Linked DNA regions of Ovis aries: region 2 is linked to region 1. A link is a contact called in public Hi-C data. All regions are on one chromosome and are shown on one strand. The core of a region is the stretch at or near the end of the contact, and the rest is flanking DNA. Distances in the headings are between cores, read along the strand shown.

Region 1 (3,350 bases), core at 192-2,691:
ATCAGGTCACTTGTACTCCTGATGGACCAGCTATAAACTGGGGCTTCCCACTACTATCAAGCTCAATAATTTGCTAAAATGGCTCACAGAACTTGGGAAATCACTTTCCTTATGTTTGCTGATTTATCATAAAACGTAAAAATCAACAGCTTGATGAAAGAGTACATAGTGTGAGGTGCAAAAGTGTCCCCAGGGCAGGAGCTTCCGTCCCCATGGAACTGGAGTGGGCCACCGTCTCAGCACCCTGATGTGTTCACCAGCTTGGGAGATATCCACACTGCATTGTTTAGGAGTGTGTGTGTGTGTGTGTGTGTGTGTGTGTTCAGTCACTCAATCGTGTCCAGCTCTGTGACCCCATGGACTGTAGCTCACCAGGCTCCTCTGTCCATGGGATTCTCCAGGCAGGAAAATTAGAGTGTCCATTACCGTCTCCAGTGGATCTTCCTGACCCAGGGATCAAACTGGCATCTTCTGTGACTCCTGCATTGGCAGGCCAATTCTTTATCACTGAGCCACCTGGGAAGCACAGAAGTTTTTAGGAATGTTTCATTATGTAGGCGTGATTGATGAATCACTGGCCATTGGTGACTGAACTCAGTCTTAAGCCCTTCTCTCCTGCCTGGACGTTTGGGGTTTGGAGCTAAAAGCTCTAAGCGTCTAATCACGTCTTTTTCTTTCTGGCCACCCCTATCCTGAAGCTTTCTGCAGGCCCCTGGTCACCAGTCATTTCACTAGCATACAAAAGATACCCATCTCTCTAAGGAGCTTGTTCCAGGAACGGGGGACAAAGATCGAATACTTTTAAAAAAGAATTGTTGGGACTTTCCTGGTGGTCCAGTACTTGTAAATCTGCCTTGCTGTGCAGGGTACACGGGTTTGATCCATGATTGAGGAACAAAGATCCCACGTGCCCCGGACCAGCTAAGCCTGAGCACCATAATTACCAAGCCGGAGCATCCTGGAACCGGTATGCCACAACTAGAGAGTCCACAAGGAAAGATCTCACATGATGCGGCTAGGAGGCCTGATGCAGCAAATAAATACATTGTTAAACAAATAAGTAGAAGTATTTTTAAAACAATTGCTATCATTGTTATTATACCGCAAGGGAAACCACTGCAGAAAAAGAATACTGCTTCCTGTTCTCTGGTGATGTTAAATATGAGGGAATCATCCTGAAATCTGAGACAGAAAGTTTATGGAAATTACTGCAATCATAGTACAGGTTTAAATGCCTGAATTTATTAAATGTTGAAATAGTTTATGGTCAACATTACATCACATCACAAGATGCTTGTGCTGTGGAAAAAGGGTAATTTAGGAGGCTTTGCAACTTTCAGCAGTTTAGTCTTCACTTGAAGTTTGCACTTCCTTCCTTGCTTTTTATATTACGTGGACTTGTCTCATGATGGCACCATTGTGACATGTGTACAGGCTGGCCACACCCTGCTCAACCGTTATGTCGAAAGCCTTCTCTCCTGGTGGACTGGACTAAAGCTTATCTGATTGCCCCTGACTTCAGAATGGCAGGTGAGTAGTGAGGCTTCTCCCCCAGAGAATTCTAGCTTGTTATTGCCCCCATTAATTTGAGCCACCTATCTTCAGTGACAATTGGTAACTTACACAGGCATCCATACAGATTTGTGAGCAGCTCTGTATGATTCAAACTTACGTTTGACAATCACCCCAGCCACTGTTTCTGGATTACTATTGTTCGGGGTCATACCACCTCACTGCTAAACTACTTGTGTTGTTCTTTTGTTTTAGTCAGTTCTTCTTGGGGGGAGGGGGCTTCTTTTCTATTGTTTTATTTCTTAATGCATATGATGCGATTTGCCTAAGACAATTGAAAAAAAAGTTTAGTTTTATATCTGAATGGCTTGTAAATAACATGATTTTAGTTCACATTTATTAAATGAGTGAATTTATTAAAGAGAAGAGTGAGTTCTTATGAGTTTGTACGAAATCCATTTTCTTGTCCCTTACACTCAGGCAGACTTCCCTGGTGGCTCAGAGGTAAAGAATATGCTTGCCGAGGCAGGAGACTCAGGTTCCATCCCTGGTTTGAGAAGATCCCCTAGAGAAGGAATGGAAAGCCACTTAGTGACTAAACAGCAACAATAGACTCACATAACGTGTGAATATCTCAACAAAAGCATTTCTGTGCTCGGCAATTAGCAGCAAGTTCATACCCTTTGCTAAATTCTTATGGAGGACTTACTGTGGGTCAGATACCCTTGGGGACGTGTTTACAGGACAGGACAAGACGCTGTCTGCCTAGTTTGGAAGAGACCAAGAGCTGATCGCTTTTCTGTTTTGAATCCTTGAAAGGCTTCAGGTCTAAGGCTGAAGGAGCCCAGCAAGGGGAGAGGAGGCTTTAAGAAATCACACTGGGCTGTGTTCTGGTTCTCTATTTTGACCTGTTTGCTCTGCTTCATGTTCCATATTAACTACTTCTGGTTTTTTCTCTCGAATTTGAATTAATCTTGGATTTGCATCCCCCTCTCCAACCATCCCAGGTCCTGGGCCATCACTTTCAAATCCTCTTAGTTCTATTTCTTTTACATTATAAGGAAGTCTCACCCCACCCATAACCAGAACCAGCCTCTGGAACTGTAGTCCCAGAATGACATCCCTGATCCCACTTGCCTGGGAGAGTTCAGATATGCTCCAAAGCTTTGAAATTAAAATTCCTTAGGTTAGCACACAAGCCCATTTTAGAGCTGACACCTGCTCTTTGTCGCTTTGTCGCTGGCATTGCTTCAACTTGTATGTTACGTTTCAGCCGTATTGAATTTCTTGAGCAGTTTCTGGAGCAAGTGATTTACTTTCCCATCTCAGTGTTTGAATGTGGCTTGTTTCCTTCTCATAAGTAGCTCATGTCTCACCCCAGCTTCCTAACTATTTCTTTCTCTTAACCTCAAAGTTAGTTTCCAGGGTCCAATCTCCTAAGAAGTCCCTCTCTGATTTTAGGTATTTTTCCTCTGAGCCATAGCATTTATCAAATTGCTTTACTTACCTGTCTCCCGCTTGCTCCTAGATTTTGAAAGAGATTACTATGTCTTATTAGCTTGTTATAAGCACTCACAAAGTGACTATTGAATAAATCAATGAATGAATAAGTGAATAAATGGATTTACTAATACATCTATTTTTCAAACTCTTCTAGGAGGTAGATGTAACTATGAACTGTAAACAAACAATAATACTACACTTCAATACAGAAGGTGAGAAATTGAGACATCATCAATTAAAAAATCATGTCTATTCCTTTTTTCCTAGACATGAGCAAGTGTCTAATAAGTGTCCACTGCTGAATCAAGATATATCCAAATGTTACCAAAACCAAT
Region 2 (3,633 bases), core at 1,067-3,566, 340 kb after region 1:
TAGCCCACCAGGCTCCTCTGTCCATGGGATTTCCCAGGCAGGAATACTGGAGTTGGCAGCCATTCTCTTCTCCAGGGGATCTTCCTGACCCAGGGCTCAAACCCAGGTCTCCTGCATTGCAGGTGGATTCTTTACCTTCTGCATTGTCCCCCAAACAAGGAGTCTGTCCTTTCCTGCACCATCTCAGGGTCCTGGCTCAACACCTAGAAAGTTCCTCATGACTTTGTGGAGTCATGAATATCCAGAAGCTTCCTAATGACTCCTTTCACAGTTCTATGGAGGCTGGGAGCGGCAGTTCTGCCCTAATGCCTTTCTAGACATTTGAAGTGGATCCTGATGTTTGCTAGCTAATGTTTCATAGATAGATTGAAATGGTGGATATTTACTTAATAGCATTAGTAATGATAAAAGTTCTGAATAAGATTCCATCAGGGGTTGAGAGCATGATTTAGTTAAAAAAAAAGATCTCTCCATGAGTATTGGCAGTCTTGAAGTCTAGACATGGCTTTGCCATTAACAAGCTATAAAATTATGTCAGTCTAACAACAGCTGTAATAATGCAGTACTTCCAAAAGCCTTTGTTAAATCTGACATCTAACCATTAAGGCACTCATCTTCAACAAAGTATAACTCCTCAAATACTGAATGGTAACTACTTCAGCAACTCATTTAATTCAAAACAGATATTAGCATATAGGTCACCATCTCCTGTGGGCACAAACTGGGTGTTCAGGTCTGATTCAAATGCTTGACTGGCAAATAACGCACAGTCACTTTCTTTCCCGACGGTCCTATTTATTTGCTCATAATATTGTATATACCCTGAATTTGGAAAGTAAAATGACTTTCAAATTCAAATTCTCAGTTAGGCTAGGATACATTTTTAATACAATCTAAAATGTTGTAGAAATGCTCTCCAGCATATTAAAAAAAAAACCATGAATTCATTTAAAGGCTCTTAGTAGTGATAATATCACCTACATTTAGTCTCACAAAATTTCAGGCCCACCTCTTTTGTATAGATTATGTACATATAGCCCCAAACAACTTTAAAATGTAAGAGACAGCCAATTTGGAAAAGAAACATAACCGTGAAAAGAATATTGTGAGAATAATGGACATATATACATGCAGGACTTTCCACACTCTGATGGCAAAGGAGAATGAAAAGACCTCTCTCCTTCAACAGCGAATAAAGTGTACCAACTGGGGCTGGGTCTTGGGGGTGGTGGAAAGAAAACAATGAGCAATTATTACACATGTTGATAAATACCTAGTCTTCTTCTTTTCCTTCTCTGCCTTCACAGGAAGCTTTCTCTCTCTCTTTTTTTTCATCAGATGTGACCTGTTCTCTCACCTCCCAGCTGCTTTCTCAACTCTCCACCCAGTGAAGAATTACGGGGTAAGAAGGGGAATGAGGAGACAAACAAGCTGCTATACAAATCTAACAGATTAATGAAAGAAGCCAAGCGTCCTATTTAGAAGGATGCTGCCAGCAGCCAGGGCAAGAAGCAGAGGGTGAAGGGCCATCAGCGCCACACCGAGAGCTTACAAAGCTCCTGCAGCGGGAGGGCTCCATGCTGGTACTAAGGACGCAAGGATTTGGGGGGTCTGTCATCTAAAGCCTTTCACCAGACTGCGGATTCAGCGAGAAGAGCACTAAGGAGATTGGAGTCTAGACCTAGGTTCTCCATGAAGGAGTTTTATAACCTCGGACAGGTCGCTAGACCTCTCTGACCCTCGCTTTCTCTTCCATCTTTCCTACCTGTCAGGATTATTAATGAGGCTCAAATGCTTTGGGAAAACTGCCAAGCGATAAAGCCCCATACGAACAGAAGGCATGATTAGTCTACCGAGCACCCGCTGTGTGCTAGAGGCTGAGGGCATCACGAAGGTTACAAACCTGAGTGAAAGTCAGATCCTGCTCTCCGGAGGAAAGCTGAGATCTCAGAAAGGCAAATGAGCAACGTATCCAGGGGTTCTACTGAGAGGCGGAAAGACAGATGCGTTAGTATTCTGATCGGATCCAAAAAGTTCTTCCTCCCTCTGTGTCTCCTGGGTGAAAAGGTTAGGTTAGCGGCTCCTAACCGCCCAGCACTTCACCCAATGTTGGACCCCCAGAAAGTCAGAACCCCAGGCCCGTTTTGCGGCGGAGCCAGCCGCAGAGCCAATGGCCGGGCGGAGATGCTCATAAAAAGTCTTACGAGTCAGACTGGAAGGAGCCGGGGCCGCGCAAGGAGGCTAGGTAGTGTCCTGACCTCCCCTGGACGGCTTCCGGGTGTGGATACACAGCAGTGGACTCGAAGGCAGCGCGCACGGCGGGCGGGCGGACCCGGCCCCTTCACTCCAGGGCAGCCGCCGAGCCCTCCGTTTCCAAGGCGACCGGCGCGCGCGGGCCTCCCCCTTCCACCAACACCAGCCGCGAGCGGCGGGCCGGGCGCGCCCCCTGGTGGCCGCAGCGGGGAACAGTCAGGTCGAGAGTCCGCGCTCCCGCAGTCTGCCCATCCGGTTCCCACCGTCTCAACTCGCGCAGCTGCACCGAGACTCCCTCAGCTCAGTTCAGTTCAATTCAGTCGCTCACTTGTGTCCGACTCTTTGCAACCCCATGGGCTGCAGCACGCCAGGCTTCCCTGTCCATCACCAACTCCTGGAACTTACTCAAACCCATTCCATTGAGTCAGTGATGCCATCCAACAATCTCATCCTCTGTCGTCCCCTTCTCCTCCCGCCTTCAATCTTTCCCAGCATCAGAGTCTTTTCCAATGAGTCGACTCTTCGCATCAAGTGGCCAAAGTATTGGAGTTTCAGCTTCAACAACAGTCCTTCCAATGAACACCCAGGACTGATCTGCCCTTTAGGATGGACTGGTTGGATCTCCTTGCAGTTCAGGGGACTCTCCCCAGTCTTCTCCCAAGACCACAGTTCAAAAGCATCAATTCTTTGGCGCTCATCTTTCTTTATAGTCCAACTCTTATATCCATACATGACTACTGGAAACACCATAGCTTTGACTAGACAGACCTTTGTTGGCAAAGTAATGTCTCTGCTTTTGAATATGCTGTCTAGCATATTAGGTTGATCATAACGAACCTAGGTTGGTCATAACTTTGCTTCCAAGACTCACTCGCCCACTTTTAACTCCCTCTCGCAGCAAACCGGGAAGCCTCGAGTGGTGTAGAGGCTTGAGACCTAGGCTCTGTGTTGCGACTGTAAGCTACTCACTGTTTCTTCCATTGTAAAGTTAGACATCAGGAGTGGACAGTGGTTTTCCGACAGCTTGTAGGATGGGAAAGGGATGTGAGTTCTGCCCGCCTCTCCGCGCCCACCCCGCCCCTTCCGCCACTGAGGCCTCTCTCCTGCCTGCTTTCATCTTGTGTAAGCATTCTCCCGGGTTTAACTCCAAGGAGAACTGCAGACCCCTGGACTAAATGCTTTTAAGGTAACTTGCAGCTCTAAAAGCCCTTGATCCTGCTAATGTTCCTTCTCGTTTTACCTTTTTTTTTTTTTTCGCTCCAAAACCTCAAGAAACCCCGTATAGATTTCGTCTTTCCCTCTGTTTCCACTTTTGGCAGCTCTGGTTTTGGAGAAGACTCTTGAGAGTCCCTTGGACAGCAAGGAGAACCAACCAGTCCA

The links. A called contact is a pair of places that touch in the nucleus more often than the background predicts.
Region 2: a Hi-C map of tail adipose tissue shows a contact between it and region 1, with 6 times the contacts expected there. The contact joins the promoter of CCDC83 here to the promoter of PICALM in region 1. A contact is called at or near these places in 11 of 16 Hi-C or Micro-C datasets (blood, hypothalamus, liver and 5 more).

Annotation. Positions count from the first base shown.
Region 1 is chr21:8,887,597-8,890,946 of ARS-UI_Ramb_v3.0, forward strand. It overlaps PICALM (phosphatidylinositol binding clathrin assembly protein), which reads left to right and starts at 1,442. Exons shown (of 22, transcript XM_060403879.1): 1 at 1,442-1,530. LOC132658338 (a long non-coding RNA gene) reads right to left here and starts at 2,617. Exons shown (of 2, transcript XR_009597804.1): 1 at 2,222-2,617; 2 at 1,893-2,077.
Region 2 is chr21:9,221,946-9,225,578 of ARS-UI_Ramb_v3.0, forward strand. It overlaps CCDC83 (coiled-coil domain containing 83), which reads right to left and starts at 2,317. Exons shown (of 12, transcript XM_027959747.3): 1 at 2,205-2,317; 2 at 1,904-1,984. LOC121817498 (a long non-coding RNA gene) reads left to right here. Exons shown (of 16, transcript XR_009597808.1): 12 at 1,339-1,402.